Linked DNA regions of Rattus norvegicus: region 2 is linked to region 1. Evidence: chromatin contacts called from public Hi-C data. All regions are on one chromosome and are shown on one strand. Each heading gives the region's core, a stretch centred on a gene start, on an enhancer-like site or on the middle of the called end of the contact. The rest is flanking DNA. Distances are from core to core; before and after follow the strand shown.

Evidence for each region. Hi-C and Micro-C count contacts between places; a contact is called where the count stands out from the background.
Region 2: a Hi-C map of liver shows a contact between it and region 1, with 2.6 times the contacts expected there. The contact joins the promoter of Afdn here to the enhancer-like site in region 1. A contact is called at or near these places in 2 of 12 Hi-C or Micro-C datasets (kidney and liver).

The regions. Positions count from the first base shown.
Region 1 is chr1:57,974,185-57,980,338 of GRCr8, forward strand. No RefSeq gene overlaps it. Among named protein-coding and RNA genes, the nearest start is that of Rnu6-395, 34 kb to the left of the region's middle. Within about 2 kb of position 3,642, at least 41 of the 93 cell types and tissues checked have an H3K27ac peak or open chromatin away from gene starts, as enhancers often do. A contact at or near this core is called in liver, where this site is marked.
Region 2 is chr1:58,039,378-58,045,531 of GRCr8, forward strand. It overlaps Afdn (afadin, adherens junction formation factor), which reads left to right and starts at 2,264. Exons shown (of 34, transcript NM_013217.3): 1 at 2,264-2,496. The coding sequence starts at 2,392. It overlaps LOC120100106 (a long non-coding RNA gene), which reads right to left and starts at 6,129. Exons shown (of 5, transcript XR_005499870.2): 1 at 2,970-6,129.

The sequences.
Region 1 (6,154 bases), core at 2,392-4,891:
CCAAGTCAGCTCTTTGTAGCCTTTGGTTGGGTTTCCTCTCACAAGGACACATGAAGTGTTGCTCAGAATGCTGGGAATGTTCTTGACATGAGCACCTTTTACCAGCTCTGAGTGTGAACTCTCCTTAACCCTTTCTTGCTCAGCTACGAAAATATCAGCTCCCTGCCCCTAGAGAACGAGGCATGGAAGGGAACTTCCCTGACTTAGTAAAGGATTCCTCCAGGAAGCCAAAGCTGCAGACCTAATGCTGAGGAAACCGTGAGCTCTGATTCCAAAGGAGTCGGAACTTATCAAGCTTCACTGGGCGCTCATGTAGTTTTATTCATAATCAAAAGTAACCCTGACGTTCTTCAGACAAATAAGCAAAACTGTGGTACGCCAAACCATGGGATATCATTGGATACTAAAAAGCAATGATCTCTCAAGGCATGACAGGAAATAAAAATCTCCCACGGTGAAAGAAGCAATCTTAACTTTAGCTATACAGTGTTTGGGCCTTAGTGAGGCCAGTGACTATCTGCTATTACATGGGAGGGAGTACCATGGCTCGGTTCTGCAAAAGCGTAGGTGTTGAAGGCATGGTCCTTGGCTTGGTGCTATGATGAGTCAGGCCTGGTGGGGAAAAGTTTGAGATTTGGCAGTGTGGAATGACTGAGGAATATTAGGACTTTAGGTTCTTGTCCGTGTCTTTGCTCCTGATGGGAGTAAGGTAAACAAACTTCCTCTGATACGTGGCCCCACCACAAGATGCCACCTTTGCAAAAACCATAGCTATCATCTTGAAGGAAATAAGAGATAGTTTGTTCTGGAGCTGTTTTGAGTGACCATAGTTCAGGAACACAGAATTAGGTAACTCCAAATTCCAACTTTCAACATGGAAGCAGTCTCATCAAGTCTTACAGTTTTACAAAAAAAAAAAAAAAATCATGAAAAAGATAGTCATAAATCAAGGCGACTTTAAAAATACATTGGTGGGGACATCAGTGAGGTGGTAACAGCAAGACGGGGAAGCTTTTCTGTTGGCCCAAAATGCTATGTGATGTCAGTCTTAGCTGTGGGGTTGGTGGAAGCTAGTAGTCTGTTAATAGATTTCAAAAGGTTCTTTTTTTTTTTTTTTAAATCTATTAGGCATAGGCTTTTTAGATCTTACACAGAAGTGGACAAGAAATGGTTGGCTGTTCCAGAGAGCTAAAGCTAGCCCAAGATACAGTGGTTGGCCTCTGGACCTGCAACATTCTAGTTCTGCCACAGTACTCTAAGCTTTAATCCATCAAGCAGTCTCTGCAGACACAGCTTCTTCTCATGAGTTCCTGTTCACAGCCCTCAATCAGCTGGGGACTCAAATCTCTAACCCTATGAGCCCAAGGAACCCTTTTCTTCCTTCCTAATATGATAATTGCAGGTAGTTTGTTACTGTTCAGGGCAGTGAGAATTTGCATATGCATAGACAAGTCTTTGTGCTCGAGAGAGACACCACGGGAAACCCTAAGCAAATGTGGACTGTGGGTGGATGCTCATTGCGCAGCAAGTGTACTAATTGGTTAGATTGTATTAGATTGGTTCTAATGCTTTGATTCAGTCAGGAATCTGCACATCCAAACATTAAGGGTCCTTGTCCCCACTAGTTTTTTTTATCAATCAATAGAGATGCCAGCAGCCAGTGGTTGGACAAAGGAACCCGGGGCAGGACCCTGAGAGTTGCAAGGGCTAGAATGGAGTTCGGAGGAGATGTGGGATCGCCATGACTCAGAAGGACGGGACGCAGGAGCTGCAGGAGAAAAAGCCAACCAGCCATGTGAGAATCCAACGGGGTAGCCACCGGCCACTTTCCCAACTGGACTTGTGGTGGGGCACAGGGAAGGTTTATGAGTGCCTAACCTTTGAGATAGCAAAGGTATTTCAAAAATAAACAAGGGGGGGCTGGGGATTTAGCTCAGTGGTAGGGTGCTTGCCTAGGAAGCGCAAGGCCCTGGGTTCGGTCCCCAGCTCCGAAAAAAAGAACCAAAAGAAAAATAAACAAGGTTGTGTGTGTGTGTGTGTGTGTGTGTGTGTGTGTGTGTGTGTGTGTGTTTCATTCTAGAATTCAAAGATTCCCTGGGGTGGGCAGCGGAAAGCTCCACCCACCAGGAACATAAAATGTTATAGCAAAAACTCGCCGCTACAACTGGGACGTTTGGGAAATGTCTTGGCTTTGCCTGAAGGAGTAGGTCCATGGGAAATTTCTACATCCTCCTCTCAAGTTTCTTTGGGAGACTAAAAGTGCTCCAAGAGAACGAAGTCATTTTAAAAGAGCACAGCCCAAGAGATGGCTTATTGGCTCTAGGCATATGCTGCCAAGCTTAACAGCCTGAGCTCAATCCCTTGGTCGTGGAAAGAGAGAATGGACTCCCACAGGTTGCCCTCTGACGTCATACACGTCATGGCACACATACACGAGTGCATGTAATTTGCTGGATGAGTAAGTATAATTAAAAACATATTTAGTGATAGCTGCCATTTACTGGGGACTATTTTGTGACAGACACAGGAACAGAAGTATATTGTCTCAAATCATATCCAATTAAATATGAAGTCTGAGTGTATTTTAGAGACTGGGAAACTGAGGGGCATTTGTGTCTGAGTGTAGCTGTGTCTCAACCCTCTCTCCGTGTAGAGAAGTCCTTCCTCTGTCTCGGCTGAGCCGTCCTTCATGTGGCCTGTCATTCCTCTTCCCTACTAGAGATCGGACAGGCAATACCCAGAAAGACCACTGTAGAGACTGTCCCAGGGGGGCTGTGTTGACTCTCTGCCATGTAGAACAAGGGGACAAAGCCAAAGTGGAAGAGAGGCAGGACAGGACACACAGCTTTCCTCAGTGGCTCTCCCGTGGCACGGTGTGTCTGAAAGAAACAGCTCACCAGTTTTACAACCCAGCACACGAACTCATGAGTTCAACTTTACCTCATTCGCTTGCCTGTCAGCCCCTCTACCTGCTCAATCCCACAGTCCTTCCTCCTGGGCAGACCATTCTGTCTCACCCTGGTTACCTTGTCATTCGTTCTAGGAGCTGCTCCCACATTTGTCCACCTGTGTGGGGAACTCCGGCTTGGAAACTGTCCCCAGGCTGTTGAGCAAACACAGCTCAGGGCGGGGATTCCCGTTGCATTCCCTGAGCAAGGAAGGAAATCCTGTGTGGACACACAAGCCTTCCTTAAACCTCTGACCCATATCCAGCCCCACTGTTTGATCCTCTTCCTCTGAAGTAAGGCATTTTTCAAAGAATACGACGAGGAATTGATACAAGAATTTTCCATGCTCCACAGTGGACTCGGCCTCTCTCTCGGTGTTTGCACAAGTGTGGGCTTTCTGGCCAAACAGCTCATTTTAGACAAAGGCCTAAATTCATCCAAAGAGGCTGACATTCAACCTACTCCACTCTATCTTTTTGAACTCTACTGTGTCCTGGACTCAGATTTGACATTGTGCAACTTCCTGACAGTGTCTGGCCATTATCCTGGAGGGAAAAGGCTATTTAAGTCCCTACTCACAGCCATACCCATTAGCCACAACAAAAACAGGCCTTTCAGTGCCCAGGATGGTGCCCTGAACTTGCAATGCCCTTGTGATCTGGGTTAAATTACAGTGCTTTCAAAGCTACTCCCCAGTGAGCTTGCAAAATGTGGAGCCTGCTGGCTCCGCCCTCTTCTATGGTTCACAGCGGCAGCTCCAATCCACTTGGATGAAAGCTGAGTGAATGCCAAGGGTGTGACCCAGTGCCTGGGGCCTTAGACCTAGAGGCAGTCTCCATAGAGCCCAACACCGAAAGGCTGTGGAAGATCCAATGGCGTTGGCGGAGACCTGAGCTACACTGAACCTTGAGGTGTCTGGAGCCGTCCAACTCCCCTCAGGACACAGCATGCAGAGATGGAGCTCCTAGAGGTTGCTCCAGGGCCCTCTGTCCAACACATATACCCGTGAAGCTAGTGAACAGGACGTCCTCATTTCACATGTAAGAGAACCCCAGAGAGTTTCTGTAAATTCCTTGGGATTCCAAAAGAGTGAGACAGCAGTTTACACCTTCTGCTGGCATCCAGCCCAGCCATGATGTCAGGGTCTGAAGAGACAAAAAAGTACCGTGAAAAACTCCTCAGAGCCCTCCTGGTTGACCCCTGGCTGCTCTGATCTCATGTCTACGAGCCCCTCCTGGGCAGACCCTGCTCTCAGTCCTACAGAGCCCTGGAACTGCCTACAAAGCAAAGGCCTGCCTGCAGCAGGCAAAGCAGGCTTTCTCCTGCTCAGGTGTCATCTGGTTACTCATCTCCCCTCTGATGTTAGACGTGAATGTGCCGTCCTCCACGTCTGCCCAGAAGGCAACTGGAAGTCCATGCTTCTTGGCTAAAAGAGCCCATCCTGGAGAAAGTCCAATGCACCAAGCACATAGGAGACAAAGTGAGGTGGGCTCCTTGAACCCTGGCTTGGGGTCTCACTGGGGAAGCTAGATTGTCCCCGTGCTGGGTACCAGACACAGATGGAGGTCAGAGCTGAGCTGGCAGCTATGCTAAGGACCTTCTCCACCAACGCTTGCTGCTGCACAGATGGAGGGTCCATGGGTTGTGTTTGTTTTAAGACTTAATTATTTATGTATATCAGTACATTGTCACTGTCTTCAGACACACAAAAGGGTATTGGATCCCATTACAGATGGTTGTGAGCCATGCCATGGTGGCTGGGACCTGATCTCAGGACCTCTGGAAGAAGAGCAGTCAGTGCTCTCAACCGCTGAGCCCCACCATCAACCATCTTTCTAGCCCCTGAGAATCTGTGTTTTAAACTGAGCAAATATTCTTCCCCTACTATTCCTCTGAAAAGATGGGCGACCTGAAGAGGCCCTCATACTTCTCTAGGGATTGAGTGGTGTGGGTGGCCCAAAGCCACTACTCAAACCAAGAAAGACTGTTGCCAGCATAGTCTGGGGAGGCAAGGATGTAAAAGCTCCCCACAGCCACGCCAAGAAAGGTCATTTGTAACTTGAATTGAAAAGGGAATTGTGGGTTCTGCCTGAACAGATACCACAGCTGTTACATGGACCCCATGGTCCTCCCAGCAACCCATTCTATATCAGTAAAGAGGACAAGGTGGAATGCAGTGCCTCGGAGTGGTACCCACAATATCTGCACTGCTTTGGCCAGATATTCATCTGGGGCGAGATGGATTCATTGCAAAGATTAAGGAGACTGCTACCTTCTGTACGATATACCATGCCAGCAAGTCTGCCTGCCTTGCTTTGTTTCAAGCCCCTCTGGTCAGCAGAACACCTATCCTGCCACGCTGACCAGAACAGCAGACGCCATTAAGTCAGAGCAGCAACACTATAGTTTGCGTTACTAATCAGCAGCGTCATCTCACAAGGTATAATTATGTTTGTGTGTGTAGAGGTGATATATATATACATGTTCATGTATGTTTGCATGTGCCTATGTGTGCATGCATGTGTACGGTCCAGAGGTTAAAATGGTTAGTCACTGTATACCTTATTGTTTGAGATAGAGTCTCTCACTGAACCTGGATTTTACCAAGGAAACTAGGATGGCTAGCCAGTGAGCTCTAGCTGTCTCCATTCCCTATGCCCCACAGCCAGCTTTTGGGTCACACACACACACACACACACACACACACACACACACACCCCACATAGCCATGCCTGGCTTTTACATGGATACTGGGAATCTAAACTCAGGGCCTCATTCGAGCACAGCAAGTACTTTACTGACTGAGCCATCAACCTAGCCCCTAAAAAAATCGATTGTTTGAATAGATTTTTCAAAATAAAATGTCCTGCCAGGAAAGTCTCCTCTGTCTAAGACACTGTCTGCCAGTGAATGAAGGGACCACAGCGACTGCTGGTAGCTGTTTGGTTCCCAAGTTTTGATGCCAATTCTCCTTGGGTTCTCCTAGCTACGCTTTCCTTGGAAGCCGCCAGGCTGTCCCTCTCTCGGGTCACCCTGAAAGGCATCTCCACGCTTGGGAGACGTTGGGAAAATACCTACCAGCACAAATGCTCAAGATCTTACAAAGTGTGGAGAGATTTTCCAATAACACACCCCCGTTTTCGTAAATGGTGGTACCTTCATAAGACGGAATTGCCATGCAGTACTTAAGCCTTGCACTGCAAAAC
Region 2 (6,154 bases), core at 1,014-3,513, 64 kb after region 1:
CTGTCAGGTGTGACCAGTCACCATGCTTAAGGACAAAAGGGTCAGGGTTTTATCCTCACGTGTCATTTGAACATCTGTAAGCATAATTCTCTTTATGGTGCTGGTGACAGAACCCGGGGCCTCATGCACATTGGGAACCTCTGTACCACTGACTTGCAGCCCCAGTGAGCCCTTGGCTTAAGCACCTGTCCCCCTCAAATTCAGGACACAGGCTGTATCACCATGGCTACCCTATGCCCCTTTCTTCTTTTATGGTCATCACGACACATGACTCAGAACATTGTTTTGGTTCCCTATGCTTCTTCTTGAACTTCTAGCTCACTCTGAAGGATGGCCTTCAATTCCTCATCTTCCTGCCACGCCTCCCTGTTCTTAGAACACAGGCCTGGCCTACCACTCCTCATTTATCTTTTCGTCTCAAACAATGAGGATTGGAATAATGGGCCAGCCTAAAGCTCTCCTTGGCTGAACACAGAATAGTTCTTTGAGTCCTGGTTGTGAGAGAATCACAGGTATTCTGTAGATTTCGAGTTGCTTTTAAGCCTTTATCAATATACTAATAACTTACAATGATTTATACTTTGGGAACTGATTCACTGGTCAAGATGATACAGATGGAGCTTTTTAAAGTAAACCAGAAACCAATGGTAGCTGACATGGATTTGAAGCCTTGCACTGTATGGCGGCTTCTCTCCATACACATTTCTTCCCATAAAAACAACACTGCAGAGTCCATTTTCAGTTTCTAGCAATACTGAATTTTCCCTTTAGCAACACAGTGCCATGGGTGTTCATTGTCTAATTGCTAGCTTGGCAACCTAATTCTGTAAAAGCCAGTTCTTCAGCAGGAATACAGCTCATGCTGTGAAAACCAGTTTACACGGGCTCTAGAAGGGGGAACTATGAGTGTGGAGGCTAGTGAGGGTCTTGAGCTACACTGACAGTGGAGTCCACACAAAAGCACAAGAACTTAAAGGCACAAAGGAACAGAATGCTAGGACAGGAAGACACATTCATACACATATGCTTTTCTTTTTTTTTTTTTCTTTCTTTTTTTTTTTTTTGCAAATCACCCCTCCTTTAACTTGCAGAAGAGGACGAGGGGTCTATAGAAGAATTCATTCCCTATGGCACGAGTTCAACACCAGGCTCCTCTGCTGAAAGGCCCCCTTATGTAGCCTTGCTGTGCTAGTGCAGTCGCAAAGCAAAGGAAGACAAAGCCCAGCCTGGGGGACAGATGCTCTTCTTTCCTACAAAAGAAGAAATCCAACTGGTAGAGAGACAAACATAGCTTCTCACTGGAAGAGGGAGATAGCAGAAGTAAAGAGGTCGTGTTAAATACAGTGTATTACTCTTTTAGCTCCTAAGGCTTTCCCTTAGAGCATGCCACAGAGCATGCCAAACACCAGTTTTACCTGGATGAACAGGGGAAAACAGCTCTTTCCGGATGTGTTCTCCAGCGAACAGATATTTTTGGCACGGAAGAGGCAATGAAAAAAGACAAAGAAACAAACGTCTGTAAAACCCAGAGCATTTGCTGTTCAAGTTAATTTTTGGGTTTCTAGGTTCACCGGGGCGCTTTAAAAGATTAAAAATCTCACGCTAGGGGAAGCTATGTCTCTCCCCGTTCTAACTCGGGTTCGCTGTTTCCCCCGAGGTGGCGTGCGCTCCCCGGAGACACAAAGAGCGCCGCCGCTCCCTGCCAGGGGCTGAGGAATGCGGGGGATCCAAAAGTCACCCTGAGCCGGAGGAGGACTCGGAAAACATTTGCACTGACGCTCACACACAACCATAATAATTTATCTTTCCTCGGGAGAAAGGTCAGCTGGGACTTGACCCTAGCAGCCAGCGCAGCCCAGGCGTCAGGGCCGCGGCGGGATGGCCGGCCAGTTCCGCCGGCCGCGCAGCCCACGCCCACCTGTCCACCCGGCTAGGCAGCTCCCGGCCGCCCCGCCCGTCAGGGTGCCGCCCGGCCGCTCGCTGGCAAGTTCGTCACACCTCAGCCTACCCAGGGCGGACCCAACGCGGTCTCAGGACCAAGCGGTTCCAGTCTAGACTCACAGCGCCGGCACAGAGCAAGTACTGCCCGCAGACACCCGGCGCGCCCCCTGCACGCACGCGCGCGCGACCACGGGGCAGCACCTAGCGGCGCGGCGGTGCGCAGCGCGCTCTCACGGGGACGCGCACGGCGGGCGGGCGCGCACGGCGGCGGGAGGGCGGGGGGCGGCGCTCGGCGCACCGGCCGCGGCTGAGGCGGGCTGAGGCGGCGCGGGCCGGACGCGGGCCGAGCCTGGCGGAGGACGCGCGGCGGCTGCGGCGGCGGCGGTGGTGGTGGTGAGGCGGCCTGAGGTGTTCCGGCCCAGCGGGTCGCGGAGAGGAGCCGCCGCGATCATGTCGGCGGGCGGCCGCGACGAAGAGCGGCGGAAGCTGGCCGACATCATTCACCACTGGAACGCCAACCGGCTGGACCTGTTCGAGATCAGCCAGCCGACCGAGGTGAGCGCCGCCGCCGGGGCGTGAGGGGAGGGGGCGCGCGCGGGCCGGCGACGCGGAGGCCGCGGGAGGCAGAGCGCGGTAGGGTCCCGCGGCCGCCCCTCCCCCGCCCGCCTGCCTGCCGGCCCGCGGACCCGCCCTCGCCCGCGGCCCTGTCCCCTCGGCCTCCGCCCACCGTGCTGGCCAGCGGGGTCCCTAGGGGCGCTCGTCCTTGTCGCCTCCTGCCGCGCCCCGCCGCTCGGGCGGGGTCCAGGGCGACTTGGTAGCCCTTGCAGCGGGCGGGCCGGCCACCTGCGTGCGGAGACGCACCTGGACGTGCACTTGTGTCCCCCGGACCCCGCCTGGCCACCCACGTGTGTCCTCAGACCCCCACCTGTGTCACGGGGACCCTTTTCAGGACACGCACTTGTGTCCTCAGGCCCCGCTCGCGCCCACAGGACTGCACCTGGCCGCCCACCTGTGCCCGCACGACCCACCTGTGCTTCCGGGCCCCCACCTGGCAACGCACCGGTCCCCCACGCGGACCGTGCGGGCCGTGGGCCTTCCCCTGCGGGATGCGCTCATCGCGGCCGGTTTCTTTGATGGCGTCTTCCTACAGTCGGGACGCGGATCTCGGCCCCTCCGAGGCCACGTGACCGGCCGGTGCCCGCGGTGGTGTGAGCCCCGTGCGCTCCACGGCGCTCGTGCATCCGGGCCTGGCGGGGCACGGTGGCGCGCAGCGGGCGGACCGATAACCCCTGCTCCAGCCCGGTGCTCTGGCAGTACGCAACGGGAGTGCGGGAAGAGTTCTGGACTATCTTGTGGGTGGGGTGAGGGCAAGTATCCAGCCGGCTGGTACCCGGGAGACTGCGGGCGGAGCTGCGTGGCTGGCGGGGACCCCGGGGAAGCCTCCTGTGACAGCGGGCCCAAGGGCCTTTGGTTAAGTTGTGGCTGGGCAGACTTGCTCCATGCGACCCCACACTTTACCCTAGACTTGTGCCAGATCTGGAAATAGCTCTGGCTTTGAATTGTTGTAAGAGGGGCTGACTAAAGCACAGCAGCCAGCGCTTAGCTGCGAACACACTCTTGGTAGATCTGAGCTATCTCTTCGAATTGACTCTCATGCATGACCCTTTTGACTTAATTTTGCCTGTGGAGGAAGGCAGGTTTCCCTCTCCTTTCCTCTCACCTTCTTGTGAGCATACTTGACCTAGTTAGAACCCTTTCTCTCGAGCCCTATTTGACAAGCTAAGGTAAATTATTAGGTTCTCGTTGCCAATTTGAACACCGGTGTTAAGTTACTCCTGATTCATAATTCATCTTCTGTAACGATTTTACGAGTTGTATTTTAGTAAGCAAATTTACTGTGTAGTTAGTGTTCATTCAAAGCCTTACAAGCGATTCTTTAGAAAGGAGCTGTCAACCAATTTAAAGTCTCAGCATTATCTTGTCTTTCAAAATAATTAGCTTGATTTTTTTTTTTTTAATGGTAGGATAAACTTTGGAAGTAAACTATTGCTAGTCAGGTGAATTCTCCTGTCGCCCCCCCCCCCCCCGAGTTTTTGTCTCTGTTGAGAAGTAACATTCAGCCTAGTGTTTTAGTCTTAAAGTGAGGTGTTAACTTTAAAACATTATAAATTAAATATTTTAGATTTGAATGGATTTTATTTTATAAGCATCTATTTGGAACTTTTTATCTATCACTTTGGAGAGGTGAACAGTTATTAAAGTTGCATGTTTTGGGGGATGCTTCCCCCTTCCCGCAGTTTTCTGCAGGTAAAGAGTTGTGTAGACAATGAAAAAAATTAAAGGTGAAATTGCCTTTTTCATGCTAGATTATCCTCCCTTACATCTGAACATTGCTATTTTTAGAAACAACTTGTGATTGAAAGCCTTTCATGATGAAATTAATTTGTTTTCAAAATGTCTTTTTATGATGTAATGACTAGCTCACATTTTCTATTTTGTATTTTAGAGAATCTTTGGGTACTATTAAAATTATTCTGTTCTTCAGTTTGAAGCTAAGTTTATTAGCACACTGCATCATAAAAGTAAGCCGAGTTCTGAGTTCTCCAAAGCAGTAGTGTAAGGCCAGTGGCTGCAGCCTGCTTTATCCAAGCTGAATCTGAACAGTTTTACCACCCTCTGTTTGTTTTTTATTCCATTCGGCTGTTAAAAGTCAAGCAGTTTTCTACAAGAGGATACGAATTACACCAACCCCTGTAGATGTTCACTAACCATTGAAAAGATTCACTGCAGAAGTTGATCTGTCGAAGATTGAAGCCTTGTATTTGTTTAATTGGGAAGTCTTCTATGCATGTTTGTAAGAGTGTGATGAGTGTTTTATTTTGGTACAGTGTTCAGTGTCAATTGCCACATTTTAAACTCCACTAGTCACCTGTGACTTGGTTGTGTCTGGCAGCTGTGATAACCACTGATAATTCTTTGCTTTCTATATTGAGCAAGATGATAAACATGGATTAGATTTACCCTTAAAGAAAAGTAGAGTATGTTTAGTCCTCATCCTGGTTAAGGTTGCACTTTCTTGTATGTTCACATTTCTGTGTAAAGGGAGCACGTTCTGTGAACCAGCAAGTTGTTGTTGAGCAATTTTCAGTCAGCCCTTTACTTGGGTCTTGTGTACTTCTTAAAAATGAAAGTTAATGATCCAAACTCAGTGTGAACATTTTATGACTGGGAGATTGATGTTAAGCTGAATCAATACCTTTGCCACTATAGAAACTAATACACATTTTTTCAAAGCGTTATGGGACTCTCTTTTCCTTTTAAAATTAGGGATTTCTGATGATTTATAATGAAATTAGGATTTCTGAGGATTTATAACGAAATCAGGGATTTCTGATGATTTTTAATGGGAGAGTGCCCCTTCGAAGCTTTTAAATTTCCTAGTACATTTAAGAAGAAGGCTTCTCTGCTCATCCATAGGTCTTACCAAGACTTGTCATCAGAATCACTGTTTTTTCTCCCTCTCATTACACAAATGCAAGAAATTTAAGATTTATTCTGGCAAAATTGCTGTCTCTCACAATTGGTACTTAGTAAGCATAAAGAAATATTGAATATAGTTTACTTTGTGTATGTCTTTCTTCCTGGCAAAGAACTTATACAAGTTCATTGAAAGTTGTTCGTACTTCTGTAAAGGTTATGCTGATAAACTTTGCTACGTTATTGACGTTAGTTTTATGAGGTACTTTTCAGTCATTCATTATTTAATTCATTGTTGCCTTTTTGCCTCTGGGGAGAAATAACCCAGAATCTGTGTATACACCCACATGTGTTTTATTATAGGTGAACATGATTCATTCTAATTTCTTGGTTAATCTTGAGAAGTCATGTGATGATATTATAAAAGATGTGTGCAAAAAACAACGTGGAGGACTAGGTGGACTAGGACTAAGAGGTGGACTAGGAAGTGTTCAGGAGAAGAGGTGGTAACTGCATAGCTTATTTTAACTACATCCTTTTTCCAGACTGACACTTAGGGTGTAATGATGCTGTGTCATGCAACCTTATTATATTTGAAAACTTTGAAGGTAACAGTTGTAGTTTAAGTATTGGTCCTGATGAAAATCTTTCTGTGACCGTAGATGAAACAGGTGGTAGTTATTGGTGAGATTTAATTTTCATAGGCATCCTGTTCCCTTCCTTCCTTCCTTTCTTC